Regions from separate parts of the Mus musculus genome. Here regions 1, 2 and 3 are each linked to region 4. The links are chromatin contacts, called in public ChIA-PET and capture Hi-C maps. All regions are on one chromosome and are shown on one strand. The core of a region is the stretch at or near the end of the contact, and the rest is flanking DNA. Distances in the headings are between cores, read along the strand shown.

What was found. ChIA-PET counts read pairs in DNA pulled down with a chosen protein or histone mark. Capture Hi-C pulls out chosen DNA fragments and counts their contacts.
Region 1: a contact with region 4 is called in an RNA polymerase II ChIA-PET map of memory CD8 T cells, with 33 read pairs. The contact joins the promoter of Srrm2 here to the promoter of Ccnf in region 4. A contact is called at or near these places in 2 of 39 promoter capture datasets (cranial neural crest and neural stem cells), 1 of 484 Hi-C or Micro-C datasets (embryonic stem cells), 1 of 115 datasets of contacts at active chromatin or transcription factors (memory CD8 T cells) and 1 of 9 other capture datasets (liver).
Region 2: an RNA polymerase II ChIA-PET map of memory CD8 T cells shows a contact between it and region 4, with 49 read pairs. The contact joins the promoter of Tbl3 here to the promoter of Ccnf in region 4. A contact is called at or near these places in 3 of 115 datasets of contacts at active chromatin or transcription factors (bone marrow-derived macrophages, memory CD8 T cells and pancreatic cancer cells).
Region 3: a contact with region 4 is called in a capture Hi-C map of embryonic stem cells, with 2.9 times the contacts expected there. The contact joins the promoter of Elob here to the promoter of Ccnf in region 4. A contact is called at or near these places in 1 of 39 promoter capture datasets (neural stem cells), 1 of 484 Hi-C or Micro-C datasets (embryonic stem cells), 2 of 115 datasets of contacts at active chromatin or transcription factors (pancreatic cancer cells and pro-B cells) and 1 of 9 other capture datasets (embryonic stem cells).

The regions. Positions count from the first base shown.
Region 1 is chr17:23,801,371-23,805,108 of GRCm38.p6, reverse strand. It overlaps Srrm2 (serine/arginine repetitive matrix 2), which reads right to left and starts at 1,884. Exons shown (of 15, transcript NM_001368687.1): 1 at 1,711-1,884. It overlaps Gm52285 (a long non-coding RNA gene), which reads left to right and starts at 1,337. Exons shown (of 2, transcript XR_003952234.1): 1 at 1,337-1,419.
Region 2 is chr17:24,704,893-24,709,194 of GRCm38.p6, reverse strand. It overlaps Tbl3 (transducin (beta)-like 3), which reads left to right and starts at 1,542. Exons shown (of 22, transcript NM_145396.4): 1 at 1,542-1,671; 2 at 3,029-3,080; 3 at 3,165-3,260; 4 at 3,347-3,394; 5 at 3,489-3,630; 6 at 3,714-3,798; 7 at 3,878-4,048. The coding sequence starts at 1,631.
Region 3 is chr17:23,827,603-23,831,647 of GRCm38.p6, reverse strand. It overlaps Elob (elongin B), which reads left to right and starts at 2,539. Exons shown (of 4, transcript NM_026305.2): 1 at 2,539-2,565; 2 at 2,670-2,804. The coding sequence starts at 2,563.
Region 4 is chr17:24,249,612-24,253,408 of GRCm38.p6, reverse strand. Ccnf (cyclin F) reads left to right here and starts at 2,000. Exons shown (of 17, transcript NM_007634.4): 1 at 2,000-2,114. The coding sequence starts at 2,099.

The sequences.
Region 1 (3,738 bases), core at 635-3,134, 450 kb after region 4:
CTAACAGTCCTTCTAACCACTCATATTTTCACCATTTCACACAAAAATCCTCCCACACCCTACCTGAAGAATGAAAGCTAAGCAAAAAGTATTAGAGTCACAGTTTTGGAGAATTTTCAGAGACGAGCTAAAGGGGGAGGGGGGACTTACATACCAGCAGCCAAAAACAATGCTTGAAACACTAAAAGGGAAACCACAACTACCAAAACCAGGAAGTATTTAAAACAGGAGCCCAAAGCATGCAAGCCTCTCCAAGAACAAATTGCCGGCAAGGGAGGAAAACTTATCAGAATGCCAAAATACAAAGAGGTAGAAAATTAGCAAACTAAGATATTCAAGAAACAGCGACCGAGAGAACAGCAATGATCAAGGAAAAGGACGCTGAGTAAAAAATACAGAGAACTCAGAGCTGAGACACTACTGACTGCATAGGCACCATGAAACATACAAGCTACAGTATACATCCAGGCCTAGGCCCCACTCCCACGGAAAAAGGCAATAGTTTCCTTTTGAATCCACAATTAAGAGACATCTTAAAAGAACTGTAAGATGGAAACAGCAAGGAAGAACGTCATCACCAAGTAATGGCTGACTGAAGCCAGGCTATTAAGTCAAGAATTTTTTCCCCATCGAAAAGCTCTAAAAGGCTTAGCTTTAATATTTGAGGAGACCTTTTTAAAAACAGGGTAGGAGCCGGGTGTGGAGGCAGAGGCAGACGGATTTCTGAGTTCGAGGCCAGCCTGGTCTACAGAGTGAGTTCCAGGACAGCCAGAGAAACCCTGTCTCCGGGGAAAAAAAAAACAAAAAACAAAAACCAGGGTAGGAGCCAGACATGGTGTCTCATGCCTTTGATCCCACAGAGGCAGGCAGATTTCTTGAGTTCAATGCTAGCCTGATCTACACGGTTAGTGCCAGACCAACCAAGACTATTTAGAGGCCCTAGCTCATAAAACCAAACCGTAAAAAAGAAATAAAATAACAGGGTTGAAAGGAGCACATTGGTCTTCCTTATACACGCAGGCTGAATACTTTCGCGGTTTTATTATCCTCACTTTTTAAGACTTGGGGATCCCCCACCCCCACGCACACACTCACAGCCTCTGATACTAACGAGGACGAACGGTTTAAATCCTGGCCTCCGAAAGTTCAAGGCCTCCTCCCGCCGCCCACTGGGCAGCCCAGCTTATTTTCGGCCTCGAGGAGGGGGGAGGGGGCCACGCGGCGCCCCGCGGTCTGGGCGGCTCTGGCCGTTTCTCAGGCCCCTAGCAGGGCCCGTGGACCCACGCCGGAGCCGATCGAGGAGAGGTACCAGCAGGTCCGAAGCTCGGGCGGGGGACAAGTACCTCCGCTGCCGCCCTCTCCCCGCCCCCTAAAAGACCGAAGAGGACGACCGCGGAACGACGGCCTCCTCAGCCCCAGGTAGAGCAAAGGAGAGAAGCAGAGCCTCGCGCAATGCTGTCTCACCGGGGGCGCGCGGACGAGACCAGGCGGCCGCGCGCGCCGCGGCCGTGTGGGGGAGGGGCGGAGGAGTTGAAGGCCGCGCGTCCCAGGAACCGCGGGAGGGGGAGGGGAGGAAGGGAAGGCGACCGCGCCGGCCGAGGCGACGAGCACGCGTGCGCGCGGCGGCCTGGGCCGTTCTCCCCGCGCTCTAGCCTCCGGCCCAGCCCGCCGCCCCTCCCCCACCCGGCTAGCGCGCTCCCTTTCTCTCACCCGCCGCCGCCGCCTCCGGCCGCCGACTGTCAAACAGGGAGGTCCCGCCGCAGCTGCTGCTTAAGTTTTCGTATCCCTCGGAGCCTGAAGCCGCCGCCTCGTCGGTCCGCCCGCCTCAGCCGCCGCCGCCGCCGCCTCCTCGCTTCCTCAGGGGCCGCAGCGGGCTTCGACTGCGCCACTCGCACCCCGCCTGGGCAGCGTTGCGCGTCAGCACGACCTAGTGCGTCAGCACGCAATCATGAGAGCCGCTGGGCCCTCTGGGAACCGTAGTGCGTCGTGCGCAGGCGTTGAAGCCACAAGGAGGACCTTAGGCGAAGGGACGTGCTACTGAAAAGTCGAAAAACCCCGAGTCCCGTCGGGCACTGCGGGGAAAGGCGTGGCTCCGTACCGAAGCTGCAAGGTCGGCTGAAAAAAAACTTCTGTAGGAGGGGGGAGGGGCGCGGGGGCCGCAACCCACAACACCCGGGAGTAGCTCAGACGCACGCCTTCCGCGCACAGAGTTCTGGGAGCTGTAGTTCGGTTTTAGAGAGAAAACGCGTAAGACTCCTCCGCTAGGCAGGGTCGCCATTTTATGTGACCGTGTTGGGTGGCAGTGGCTCAGCAGCTTTACCTAGTCACTGTGACCATGGTTTTCTTTAATGTGTACGAGGCCCCACAGCACCGAGTCTTCTTCGCAGGAAGAGGTGCTTCAGAGTCAAGCCACCTGACAGCTCTGGAGCCACTTGAACCCGGCTTCTGGCCCAGTATCCGGTGCTTTCCACAGTTTCCACCTCTGTAGTCCTATCTGAAGTGGGGCTTGCAGACCACTAAAAAATACTTTCTCTTACCTTTGGGCAAAGAGACTAAGTGATTACTTTTCGCCTATAGAGACTATGCCATGTAAGTGGAGGAATGTGAGAATGCAGTTCCATTTCCTGGCCCTATAGCACGGTTCCGGGAGTTTGTCCCAGTGCCTCTCACTCGGTAGCAAGGGCCCCACCACTGAGGCACTGAAAGATCCTGGCAGAATGTAAAAGGACACAGAAGCCCTGAAATTGGCAAGATAGACGTCAGTGTTAGCAGAACTAGCTTCACTGATTTAGAAAAATAGAGGTGCACAATGCTCTGGCCACTCCTTGAACCTGTGTGTCTGCCAATGTTCTGACCAGGTGTGTGCTCATTGCTGCACCTTCATTAGACTCTCCTTGTACCCCTCCATACCCATTTCTTGAGAATAGACATTGTTTAGATCTGGAAATCCCCTAATCTCCCCCTTCTCCTTTCCCCCCTGAGGGCCTATAAAAACTGGAAACTCTTTCCCCTCGAGGACGACTCCTCTACCCCTGCGTGGGATATGAGTTGTCCCCAGAGCTCTGGCTTTCCCCAAATAAAGCCTCATGTGGTTTGCAACAAGCTCGGTCTGTCATGAGTTCTTGGGTGTCCGATATTGTCCTGAGGCCTGAGCGAGGGGCTCCTCTCGGAGTCTTTCAGCACTCCCTGCTCATCATATTTCTTCGTCTTCCTTTTCATCTTCGTCTTCCCCTCCTCCTTCTTTTAACTTAGTGTGTTAACAAATATACGCATGTTTGTCTGTTGAAGGTGCACATGCGTGCAGTGCCTATAGAGGTCAGAGGTCAGATCCCCCAAAGATACGGTTAAGGGGCTTGGGAGGCAGCTTAGGTGGGTGCTGGAGCCAAACTTAGCTCCTCTGAATGAACAATTCTAAGGTCTCACTGAGCCGTCCCTCCAGCCTACTCCCATTAATTTTTAAAAGTCCTTTTTCCAGGGCTGATTAAAAGGTAGTCTTCCCCGGGGGGGGGGGGGGGGGGATAGGGAACTTTCGGGACAGCATTTGAAATGTATATAAAGAAAATATCTAATAATAAATAAATAAAAAGACACGAGGAAAAAAAAGTAGTCCCCCAGGAAGCAGAGCTGTAGGAAGCTGACCTTGTAGCCTTCAAGATAATGCCAGGTGGCCTTAACAGATGAGTATGAGAAATTAGATCTCGTATTGTTGTTTCTTTTCAATTTACCAACAAAAGGATA
Region 2 (4,302 bases), core at 293-2,792, 460 kb before region 4:
CACACACTAAATGATAACTTGAGGGTATCAGAGAGGCTGAAACAGAAAGAGCTTGAGCCTGAAGCCAGTCTAGATTATCACACAATTCCAGACCAGCCTAAAACTAACTGAATACATAATCAGACTCTTCCTTAATCATTTTTTTTCCCGAAACAGGGTTTTTCTGTGTAGCCTTGGCTGTGCTGAAACTTATGCTATAGACAAGGCCGACCCTGAATTCAGAGATCCACCTACCTCAGCTTACTGAGTGTAAATTAATTTTCTTTTTAAGATTTATTTATGTAACCAGTGTTCTGCCTGCATGTACGACTGCAGGACAGAAGAGGGCACTAGATCTCATTATGTATGTTTGTGAGTTACCATGTGTTTCCTGGAAATTGAACTCAGGATCTCTGGAGAAGCAGTCAGCACTCTTCACCACTGAGCCCTCTCCAGCCTGCAAGTTAATTTTAAAATTTATTTATAAAGTGCTCTATCTACATATACATCTGCATGCCAGAAAGGGACATTAGATCACATTATAAACAGCTGTCAGTCACCATGTGGTTGCTGGGAATTGAACTCAGGACCTCGGGAAGAGCAGCCAATGCTCTTAACCACTGAGCTATCTCTCCAGCCCTGCAAATTATTATTATTTTTTATTTATTATTTATTATTTTTATTTTTTTGGTTTTTCGAGACAGGGTTTCTCTGTATAGCCCTGGCTGTCCTGGAACTCACTTTGTAGACCAGGCTGGCCTCGAATTCAGAAATCCGCCTCCCTCTGCCTCCCGAGTGCTGGGATTAAAGGCGTGTGCCACCACGCCCGGCTACAAATTAATTTTTAATGAAAAGAAAACAAGCCGGAAGGACACGCCTTTAAATCCAGCAGTCGCGAAGTAGAAGTAAGCAGATCTTCAATAGAACGAGTTCTAGGACAACCAGTGCTTCAGAGAATCTGTATCTCGAAAAACACAAAAGGGAGTGGGGGGAGAGGGAGGGAAGGAGGAAAGGAGAGCGAGACAGACAGACAGTTACACACACACAAACACACATCGGGTTGGGGGCGGGGCACAGAGGCGAAAGTCCTGGACAAGATCTACAGAAGCATGTGATAGGGGAAGCTTTTTTTGTTTTGTTTTGTTTTGTTTTGTTTTTGTTTTTCGAGACAGGGTTTCTCTGTATAGCCCTGGCTGTCCTGGAGCTCACTTTGTAGACCAGGCTGGCCTCGATCTCCCCAGTGCTGAGATTAAAGGCGTGCGCCACCACGCCCGGCGATAGGGGAAGCTTTAAGCACCGCCGAGACACCAATCCGTTGTTGTAAAAGACATCTTGTCTAACAAAACCAAAAGAAAAAAAAAAAAAGGACAGGACAGTTAAGGAAAGGAAAGGAAAAAGGAAAGGAAAGGAAAACAGACCCAAATGAAAACAGTAAATAAGACGTTCTACTGCCAGCTGCCAGCATCCACACTGGATATGCCTTCGGCTCCCACTCCCAGTGGCAGCAGCCGGTCTCCCGGCGCGCATGTTGATGGCGTCAAGGAGTTGCGGCTCCTGACGTCATCACCGCGTGCCTTGAAGTACAGAGTAGCACACTGGCCGGTTCACGCGGGGAGAAAGGCTGCTGAACTTGGAGGCGCTGCCCTGGGACATGGCCGAGACTGCGGCGGGATTGTGCCGCTTCAAAGCCAAGTAAGTCCTCGGAGGAGGCGCGGACCCGAAGGGAAATGGGGAGGAACCGGAAAAGGGAGCCAGGAGTTTAGGAGGGGTGTTCATTGTGATAGCGGGGGCTCTGAGTCCTGAGCTCAGTCAGTTCCCCTGTGAACAGCTGCTGTTTAGTGCTAAGATAGGAAGAGGCTCTGCCTTTATTCATAGTGTGCAGTTTTCAGATAACTAATTTCCATCTGTCACTGAGTGGAATGGATTATGGCAAGGGAGCTCTTGCAAAGAAAAGCCTCGGTGCTGACAGCATCTCTGTTGATGGGTTAACTGGTTGCAGAGTCTCCGACGCTGCTTTTATTTTGATGGGCAGACTTCCACGGACTGGACTTAGGAGGTTGGAGGGCAGAGCATTTGAATTTGGAAAGCCCAGCCCAGCCCAAATAGAGGGCAGAAGCAAATGACCTGTTATAGTGCCTGGGCCAGGAGCAGTGACGCTGTGGTGTTGACTATTAAGAAAGATAGGCAAAGCTGGGCATGGTGGCTCACGCCTTAAATCCCAGCACTCGGGAGGCAGAGGCAGGCGGATTTCTGAGTTCGAGGCCAGCATGGTCTACAAAGTGAGTTCCAGGACAGCCAGGGCTACACAGAGAAACCCTGTCTCAAAAAGCAAACAAACAAAAAAGAAAAGAAAAGAAAGAAAGGAAGGCAGGCAAAAGTCCTTCTGGGCCAGGCAGGGTAATGTCACAAAAGCATGTGAGGTGTGAAAGAAGGGGAAGTTTAGGCACTGCAGAGACACCCCTCAGTTGTTTTAGAAGTCATTAGACAACAGAGATGAAAGCGCTGGTAAGAAACTCACTGAGGAGACTGCAATGGCCACCGCCATTACCTCCCAGAAAATTTCATCGGCTTGGACCAAAGCAGTAGAGGGAGTGGAAAAGAGGGCAGCTTTAGTCAGATCCCAGAAGTCACTGTTAGTCGGGAGAAACCAAATGACACTGAGGCTGGAGGAGTGGGGTGGCATGCTGGGCCTACTGGTCAAGACTTTGAGAGTATGTTACTATTCCTGGCCTCCCACAACTAGTAGAGAGCCCCCAAAAGACCTCAGTGCTGAAGCCTGGGCTGTTGGGCTTCCTTCACCTTGAGTCAGGCCCATCTCTTCAACCTGTCTGATGACCCCATGAGAGCCACTGGGGCATGCATCTCAGCCTCTCCATAATGTGAAACATCCTCCCACGGAGATGCTTGGTTTTCACCCCCGGGTTCCTGCTGCTGCCTGGGCGCTCAGCAAGGGCAAGCATTTGTCTCATCTCTGGGAGAGCACCCAGTGGTCTGGGGGCACTGGGGCAAGGACATTAGGCCATCACTCAGCATCCTGTTCTCTTCCCAGCTATGCTGTTGAGCGAAAGATTGAACCTTTCTACAAGGGTGGGAAAGCACAGGTAACTATCCCCAGGGGCATAGCGGGGGTGGGGGGTTTAGTGAGTACTGAGTAGTTCCTTGGCTGAGACCCCTTTTGTCCCTAGCTGGACCAGACTGGCCATTACCTCTTCTGTGTCTGTGGTACCAAAGTTAACATCCTGGATGTGGCCTCAGGGGCTTTGCTTCGGAGCCTGGAGCAGGTAAGGACAGACTTGGGCAGATGTGAGAGGCCCTGGGGGAGGGCAGCATATTCTTATGGTGTTCTCTATGCCCACTCTTCCTTTAGGAGGACCAAGAGGACATTACCTCCTTTGACCTCAGTCCTGATGATGAAGTATGATGGGTAGGGGCGGTGGGTAAGCTCTGGGACCTCCCTTCCACACTGAATGTATTATCCCTCATCTTTACTATCCCACACCCTTCCCCAGGTACTCGTAACAGCCAGCCGCGCACTGCTGCTGGCTCAGTGGGCCTGGCGGGAAGGCACTGTCACTCGCCTGTGGAAGGCGATACACACAGCTCCTGTGGCCTCCATGGCTTTTGATGCCACCTCTACACTGTTAGCCACAGGTAGGACCCCAGCTAGGTGGGTGTGCTGGGGGGATACTAAGGTAGGGTTCTGTACACCCTTAACCTCAAACACATCCCTACAGGCGGCTGTGATGGGGCTGTACGTGTTTGGGACATTGTGCAACATTACGGGACACACCACTTTCGAGGCTCACCTGGTGTGGTGCAGTGAGTAGGGTGGTGGAGGAAGGATGGGCGGGGGCACCACCCTTGGAAGTCCAGCTCATTTGTCTGTCCCTGCTTTCAGTTTGGTGGCCTTCCATCCAGACCCCACCCGCCTGCTGCTCTTCTCCTCAGCTGTGGACACCTCTATCCGCGTGTGGTCACTGCAGGACCGCTCATGTTTGGCTGTCCTGACTGCACACTATAGTGCTGTCACTTCTCTGTCCTTTAGTGAGGGTGGCCACACTATGCTCAGGTCAGTGGCTGGCTACTGGTGGGTGGATAGGAGAGGTCAGCCGGGCGGTGGTGGCACACACCTTTAATCCCAGCACTTGGGAGGCAAAGGCAGGTGGATTTCTGAGTTCAAGACCAGCCTGGTCTACAAAGTGAGTTCCAGGACAGCCAGAGCTATACAGAGAAACCTTGTCTCGAAAAAACAAAAAAAAAAAAAAAAAAGAAAGAAAGAAAGAGGAGGCCAAGGCTGAGACTGCAACAGAGGGACCTGCTTTT
Region 3 (4,045 bases), core at 1,290-3,789, 420 kb after region 4:
GAACAGTCATTTCTGTGATTGTGGGGTCCCAAGCATCTTTTCAGTCCCAATGCAGGTTTAAAACATAGAATGGGTGGGGAAAAAATTTCTGTACATCTTGAAAACTCAAGGCCAGTTTATACTATATGGGGAGTTCCAAGTCAGCCAGGACTACATAGTGAGATCTTGTCTCAAAAAAAAAAAAAACAAAAAAAAACCCACACAACAAAAAAAAAAAAAAAAAAAAAAACAGGAAATTGTGGTATATACCTATGATCCTAGCACTCAGTCAGGAGGTTGGCAGTAGAAAAATTGAGACCTCAAGGCCAGCCCAGGCCACCAAAATAATTAAGTAGGAACCCATTGGTTAAAACAGTACATACTGCTCTGCAGAGGACCTGAGTTCAATTCCTACCACCCATGGCCGTCAGTCCACAACCACCTGTAACTCCAGCTACAGGGAACCCCTGGCCTCCCAGGCACGACACTCACATGTACAGACCCCACACAAACATATAATTAAAAATAAAAATGTTTAAATAGGGTGGGAATGTCTCTAGCAGAGAATTTAGTATTGTAATATGATTAAAATGAGGAAAGCTCACTCTAGGTAGGTATGGTGGCTACTGAGTTCAAGGCCAGCCTGGCTTAAGAGTATCAGGAAAACTTGCTCCAAACAGAGCTAGTTAGCACTTTGTTCCTATTTCCCTAACAAGCTCAGACAGACAATTCTCCCAGATCCTACAACTTAGGGCCACCCATTAGCCTTGTCTGAAACTCTGATGGTTGCCCACCACTGGCAGAGAAGCTGAGAGGGCCTTTGGTCTTATAATTTAGGATGGCACAAATCAGTGTTCGAAGGGTCTGAAAAATCAAGCCTACAGACCTTTCTGGGAACTGAATCTAGGACGGAAGGTGAGCTGTTGACCCAGGTTCCTGGAGGGAGAGGACAATATCCTGTCTTCTTCAGTCCCAGGAAATGTACCAGAGATAGTAAAAGGAATGAAGATAATCCAAAGAGCCACTGTCCTTTTGTTCCCCACCCCTCTTTGACTATCAGTCTGTAAGGATACATGATTCTCCAAAGAATGATACCCCAGACTCAAATAGTATGTAAATGCAAAGAATGTTTTAAGCTGCACAAGTCCAGCATGCTGGGGTCTCCTATTACCAAGATAGAGACACCCAAGTGAGCTTTCAGGCCTGATTTAAAGCACATTAGAGAATTCCAGTGTAGGTGACCTCTATGTTAATCTGTTGTGCACATCTCTACAGAATTCTATTAACATGGTGTGGGGACTAGAAACTTGCTGGGGAGGTCTGGGAACTGTTACTAAGTAGCTGAGGATGTCTGGAAACTGCTGCTGACCCACTGTCCTTGCATCAGACGAGGTAGTTGGGACAGTCCATTACCTGGACATGAAGGCTGGAGCCTAGGGTTTTGTTTTGTTTTGTTTTTTTAAATCATCAATTGACTTCCCTGGACTTGCCCAGTTTTTAGGCCTAGTGTCCTTAACTGCCAATTTGAAGTCTGTCGTGAAGTCAGCCTAGCCTTCTCAAGGCTGTTAAAAACAATGGTCTCCAAGTAATCAGGATTTCCCCAGGAATCTCATGTTGGAATAAGGAAGGGTTTGACCTGAAACAGATGTCACAGCTCATCAGGCCATCTTGTAGGACAGTCAAATGATGGGCCATACCTTGCCTAACACTACTCATTTGTTCCATTTCAGTTTAAACAAACTCCACAGTCGACTTGGGAAAGTCACTGGACCTCTTCTTATGGCCACATTAAGTAAACCTATCAATGCTTTTCACTATTAACACTTTTTAGTTGGTGTACTGGGACCAGGTGGCCAAGTCTAGCTAGAGTGGACCCTAATAACTACAGCAGAAGTCTCGAAGAGCAATAGTTTCTCTAGCTCCTAAGAGGCCACAAAGCATGGCTGAATTGGATTTAACAAACCCTTAGACCCAAGCCTAGAGCTGGATGAGGAGAATACACAGTGGTGATCTTAGATCCAAAATTGTACATCGTCTCAAAATGGCTGTAAAGTTACCCCTCACATTCCCTGCAAGAGCTTGACCCATAAATAAACGTGGGCTGGAGAGATGGCTCGATGATTATGAGGACTGGCTGTTCTTCGAGGAGTTAGCTAGGTTCGATTTCCTGCACCCCACACGACCAGAGGACCCGACGGCCCTCTTCTGGCCTTCCCAAGCATTGCATGTAACAGTTGCATAGGCATAAATGCAGATAAAACACTCATATAAAATTGTTCATGGCAGATATGCATGAGTAGCTCTCCGTGACTCACTCTCTACGCCCCAAAGCAAGCCCAGCTTGCACCACGGATCCGAGACGGGCTCAATATATAACCACCTATAACCCAGACACCGAGATGGCGGCCAAGCACAGGAAGTGGCTTCCGGATCGCTTAAGATGGCCGCAACGGCGTGGGAGGGGCTGCAGGATAGGGGGCGGGGCGGGCGGGGCCGCGCAGAGCACGCTGGGTCGCGCTTGGGCTGCCGGGAAGGGGCGGAGCGCGGCCGCGCCGGCGCGTCGAGCCAGAAGCAGCCGCCGGGATGGTGAGCGGGCGCGGGGGGGAGGGGCGCGGGGCCGGGGGCGGCGGGGGCTCCGGGGCCACGCCGGGGGCCGCGGGCTAGCGCTGACGCGGGCCCGCCGTCCTCAGGACGTGTTTCTCATGATCCGGCGCCACAAGACCACCATCTTTACGGACGCCAAGGAGTCGAGCACCGTGTTCGAACTGAAGCGCATCGTCGAGGGCATCCTCAAGCGGCCGCCAGAGGAGCAGCGGCTTTACAAGGTGCGACGAGCGGGCGTGGCGGTTGCGCGCGCGGGGGTCCAGACAGGACACTTAACAAGGAGGTCTCTTGATCGTGCTGAAGAGCCGGCAGCATCAGGTCTCCCGGCAGCCGCCCCGCCCTGCCAGGCCGTCTTGCTCAGCGGTTGGGGAAACCGAGGCCTCGATAATCTTACGCAGCCGAAGGTCGTGGCAGAGCCAGGGTTTGTTCCTGGCTAGCCACCTTCGGCCTGTCGGGAGCCCACCGGAATCCCACTGTCACAGGGTGGGGTGGAACTCGAGGAATGCAAGTGTTGTTTAGAAGATAGGTCAAGATCCCACCAGTGATTCACCCAGCCAGTGTTTACCCTCGCCAGTCTTCTGATGTTCTAGAAACACTTGGCATTCAAGCTCACCTCCAGAAGCCAGCTCCAGTTTTGAATAAGCTAGCCTGCGGAGTTGGGTCCTCATGCCCCAATCCCGAGTCAGGCTTCCCAGAAGCGTGCCAGTAATCTAAATACATTGAGCTAATTCCAGCTGTAACTCCAGATTAGAGCCTGGATTCATGTCTCTAAAGGGCTTTTCTCACTGATACCCACTGATCTTTTTCTTGAAAGACCCTCTGCTGGTCTAGGAACCACATAGTGTTTTTAGTGCTGCTTTCTATGCTCCTCATAATTCCCGTTTTAAGGTTAAGGTTGATTTTTAAAAGAAAGGTGGGGAGTGGAGAGAAAAACTTGATAGGACTCAGGGGTGCAGCTGTGTTTAGTGTTAACATAACCTGTATGAAAGCCTAGGTTAGATCACCAGGCGGAAAAAACTGGGCAATAATCCTGTTTGGGAGCTAGATGTAGGAGGATCAGAATTTCAAGAACAAAATACTGTTTGAGATATTTTCTCAAAAAAAAAAAAAATTCCAACTACCTTTTGAATTAGATATATCTAGAGAGCTTGGAAAAGCCAGAATTCAGAGGCCTGTGAGTTTTATTTTTGTGTGTGTGATACCTGCTCTCATACAGTCCAGGTGCTCAGGTGCTCTGGAGGCCAAAGGGATCAGATCTCATGGAAGTGGAATTGTGAACCAATCTATATGGGTGCTAGAAAATGCCCTTGGAAGTCTCTGCCAGAGCTTTTAGCTGCTGTAAGCCATCAGTGCAGTCAGAGCTGGAAATTCTTGGATATAGTCCTGGAATATGTGTTTTATACTTAGGGATGCCTCTTCCTAAGTTCCTCACCTAAGTTGGCTGTCTTTGGGACCTTAGGAC
Region 4 (3,797 bases), core at 751-3,250:
GCTATGAACAGATGCCATAACCAGCACAACTCTTATAGGGACATTTAATTGGGGCTGGCTTACAGATTCAGAGGTTCAGTCCATTATCATCAAGACGGGAACATGGTAGCATCCAGGCAGGCATGGTGCAGGAGGAGCTGAGAGTTCTACATCTTCATCTGTATCAGTATTCTGCTAGCACTGGCTTCCAGGAAGCTAGGATGGGGGTCTTAAAGCCCATACCACAGTGACACACCGACTACAACAGGAACACACTTTCTAATAGTGCCACTCCCTGGGCCAAACATATTCAAACGTGACAGAAGTGGTACCTAACTATAAGCCAACAGTCAGGAAGCTGGAGCAGGACAGACCTCACGTTATAGGTCAGCCTGGGCTTCGTGGGGTTTTCTAGTTTGCTTTCTGTTCTAACAAACAACAGGACCAAAAACAATTTATTTGTCTTACACTTCTAGGTCACAACCCATCATTGAAGGAAGTCAGAGCCGGAGCTCAACCAAGGCAGGACCATGGACCAGTGCTGTCTGGCTGATGCTCAGCTAGCTTTCTTATATAGCCTAGACACACCTACCTAGGGATGGCACCACCAGAGGTGGTGAGAGGCTGAACCCTCTCAGTCATCAATCATACCAATCCCTCACAGACATGGCCACAGACCAGTCTGATATGGGCAATCACATAACTGAGTCTCCCTCAGATGACTCTAAGCAGTGTCAGGTTGTTAGCTGAAGGGCATTGGGAGACCCTTTATCAAAACCAACAAAACCCGCCTCCAATAAATAATAGAAACTGAAATTGAGTAGGATACAAAACAAGGTAGAGCAAAAAAAAAAAAAAAGACAACTGATCAACTGATGACTTTGTAACTCTGATTAACCAGGGGACCAGATAGATTGTTATGTATTCTGAAATGTGATGGACAGCGGGTTTGCTCATTGTTAGATTTAGTTTTTTTAATACCTTCCAGAGGCTACCAAAAGCAAATTCTGAAAACAGCACTTCTGTCCCAAGTAACAAAGTACAAAAGGAGGAAGATAAAAAAGTAACAAAGTAGCTGGGTGGTGGTGCCACATGCCTTTAATCACAGCACTCGGGAGGCAGAGGCAGGCGGATTTCTGAGTTCAAGGCCAGCCTGGTCTACAGAGTGAGTTGCAGGTCAGCCAGGGCTACACAGAGAAACCCTGTCTCGAAGAAAAGAAAAAGTAACAAATTGGAAAACAGTATAGTCTTCCGGAAAAGAGACAGTGTGAGGGTTCCCCATGGAGATCAGCAGCAATGGGGAGCAAATCCCAAGTCTTGCTCTAGGGTTCTCTAATATTCTGTGCTGTGAACAGCCATTCCCTATTAACTGTCTCAGACCCACTAGAGGTCTTGCTATCCAGCTTCCAGCACAGGTCAGATACAGTGAGCATGCTGGCTTCGGGGAGGGGATGAAGGCTGACCCAAGCTGTGGGGATAAGCCTGGGCCTATTCCTCGCTCTCCACCCTCAAGAGACCACTTGTCTTTTCTCGACAGATCATCTCATGAGAATACGGAACATGTACTCGAGTGAACACATCGCTCAGCAGACTGTGACTGTGGCTGTGGCTGCCCGGCATCGGAGCCCAGCTTCTGCAATTTCCACATCAGTGTTGGAGTTGGCGCCTCCAAATGCAGTCTCCTCGGCCGGAAGCTCGCGTGGGAGGGACAGGTAGTAAGCCACGACCAACTCCGGACGGTAGGACAAGTCTTGGAGGGAGAAGACCAGCCCTCTCTGCCTCCGGGCGGGCTTTTTAGGATAGCCCGCCGGCGCCAGCTGAACTCCTCCGTCCCCCGCCCAGCGGAGAAGGCGGGTCAACCACGAGCGATAAGCCAATAGACAGCCAGCGTTTGAATTCGCGTCCTGGTGTAGCCAATCACAAATGCCCAGAGCCTGCGGGGCAGGAGAGGCTAGTGATCTGGGGGGCGTAACTCTGTGGTCCTACCAGTAGGAGCTCCCGGCGCGTTTGAAAACGGGGCGGGGGTGGGGCCCGCGCCTGCGTGAGGCGCTCCGTGCACTTGCCCCAGGCGCGGGCGCGCTTGAGAGCGGTCTAAAGCGGCAGTGGAGGGAGCTCGGCGATGGGGAGCGGCGGTGGTGAGTGCTGGCGGGAGCCGGGTAGGCGATAGGTCATACGGAACGGAGGCCGGAGGAGCATGGACTCGGGCCCCTGTGACCCGGGAGTGCGCGTCGCATCCCCCAAAGCACGGGGTAGGCACGTATCCCCGACTGCGAGCCCGCCCGCGCGGTTTAAATGCCCGCCCGGCGCCTATGCCTCTCCTGTTACCCCAGGGCTATTTAGGTTCTCTACTTAGCAAACTACGATTTTACTTATCTGTGAAGTCGTGGGCAATCCACACGATATAGAGCGATCTCAGGCCCTGTCCGGACTCTTGTGGGCGGCTTGATCACCTGAGGGTTGGCTGAGGCCACAGGATCTGCCCCGTGAAAACGTCTCACGACCTGGGGGTGCGATTTCACTTGTTAGAGTGGTTAAACACTTCCAGACATGCTCTAGAGCACACGAGTCAAGAAACTGTTATGATAATATTCTTAGAATGTTTGGGAATTATAGCTCTCTGGGTATACATTTGGCCTTTGCTGTAAATTTGGTTTCCAATAAGACTCAGGTGAAGAGTTTGGGAGTGGACAGTCTCTTAGAGACCTCCTGATGGAAAGCCCGAGGTCAGCCACTTTTGCCTCAGTGTGAGGAGGAAAAATAGGTAGAAAGATAGGCGCATTTATAAGTAGGAAGGCAGGACCTTGGGGGGGGGGGGTAATGTGGGGGCCCTTTGTGAAATAGGGAAAAAAGCCATAGGCGTTGAATGAAGAATGAATTGCTGAAGTAAATATTGGAACAACCCACTGTGGAGGAGAAGAGCTCATCTGAAGAGCATGTCTGGGTCCAGTTGCTGTGTGCCTGAGTTCTCAACATGTGGGCGCGACTCCATTGGGGGGGTCACACGACCTTTTCACAGGAGTTGCAGATCAGACATCCTGCATATCAGATATTTACATTAAGATTCATAACCGTAGCAAAATTACAGTTATGAAGTAGCAATGAAGGTATTTTATGGTTGGGGGTCACTGCAGCATGAGGAACTGAGTGTATTAAAGGGTCCACGGTGCTAGGAAGGGGTGATTTTGCACTGTAAGCTGAGTGTGGAAGACCCCTCTGTTTGGGGACTGGGGAGCTCTCACCATCTGCCAAGCTGAGAGCTGCTCTGGGATGGATCTGGCCTCCATGTTCTACAGAACGGCCTGCTAATTTGAGTTCCCAGTCTATGCTATGCAAGTCCCTTGGTCAACCATATGCTGATAGTCACATGTTCAAATATAAACAATGTAAGCTGGCCATAGTGACTAATACTTAGAATGCAGTACTTGGCAGGTAGAGGTAGGGGAATCAGGAGTTCAAGGGTAACCTCAGCTAATGTTAGTGAATTTGAGGCCAGCCTGGGCTATAGCAAAAGTCCAAGGGATCTTACTGACTGGTTGTGAGCTAGCCTTCACTGCTGAGCAGTTTCTTGGCCCCAAAAGTACCTTCTTGAGTACAGTTCAAGGAAAACTGAATGTTCATCAGTGTCGACTGCTTTCTCCAGCTCTGGTTGTCATGTAGATCTTGGATTAGAAAATTTCCAACATTCAAGTTACATGTTACCTGATATTCTCCCTGAATATTTATTGGCTATAAAAGGAATGGTGGTATCTTTTTTGTTGTTTTGTTTTTTGAGACAGGGTTTTCCTGTATAGCCCTGGCTGTCCTGGAACTCACTCTGT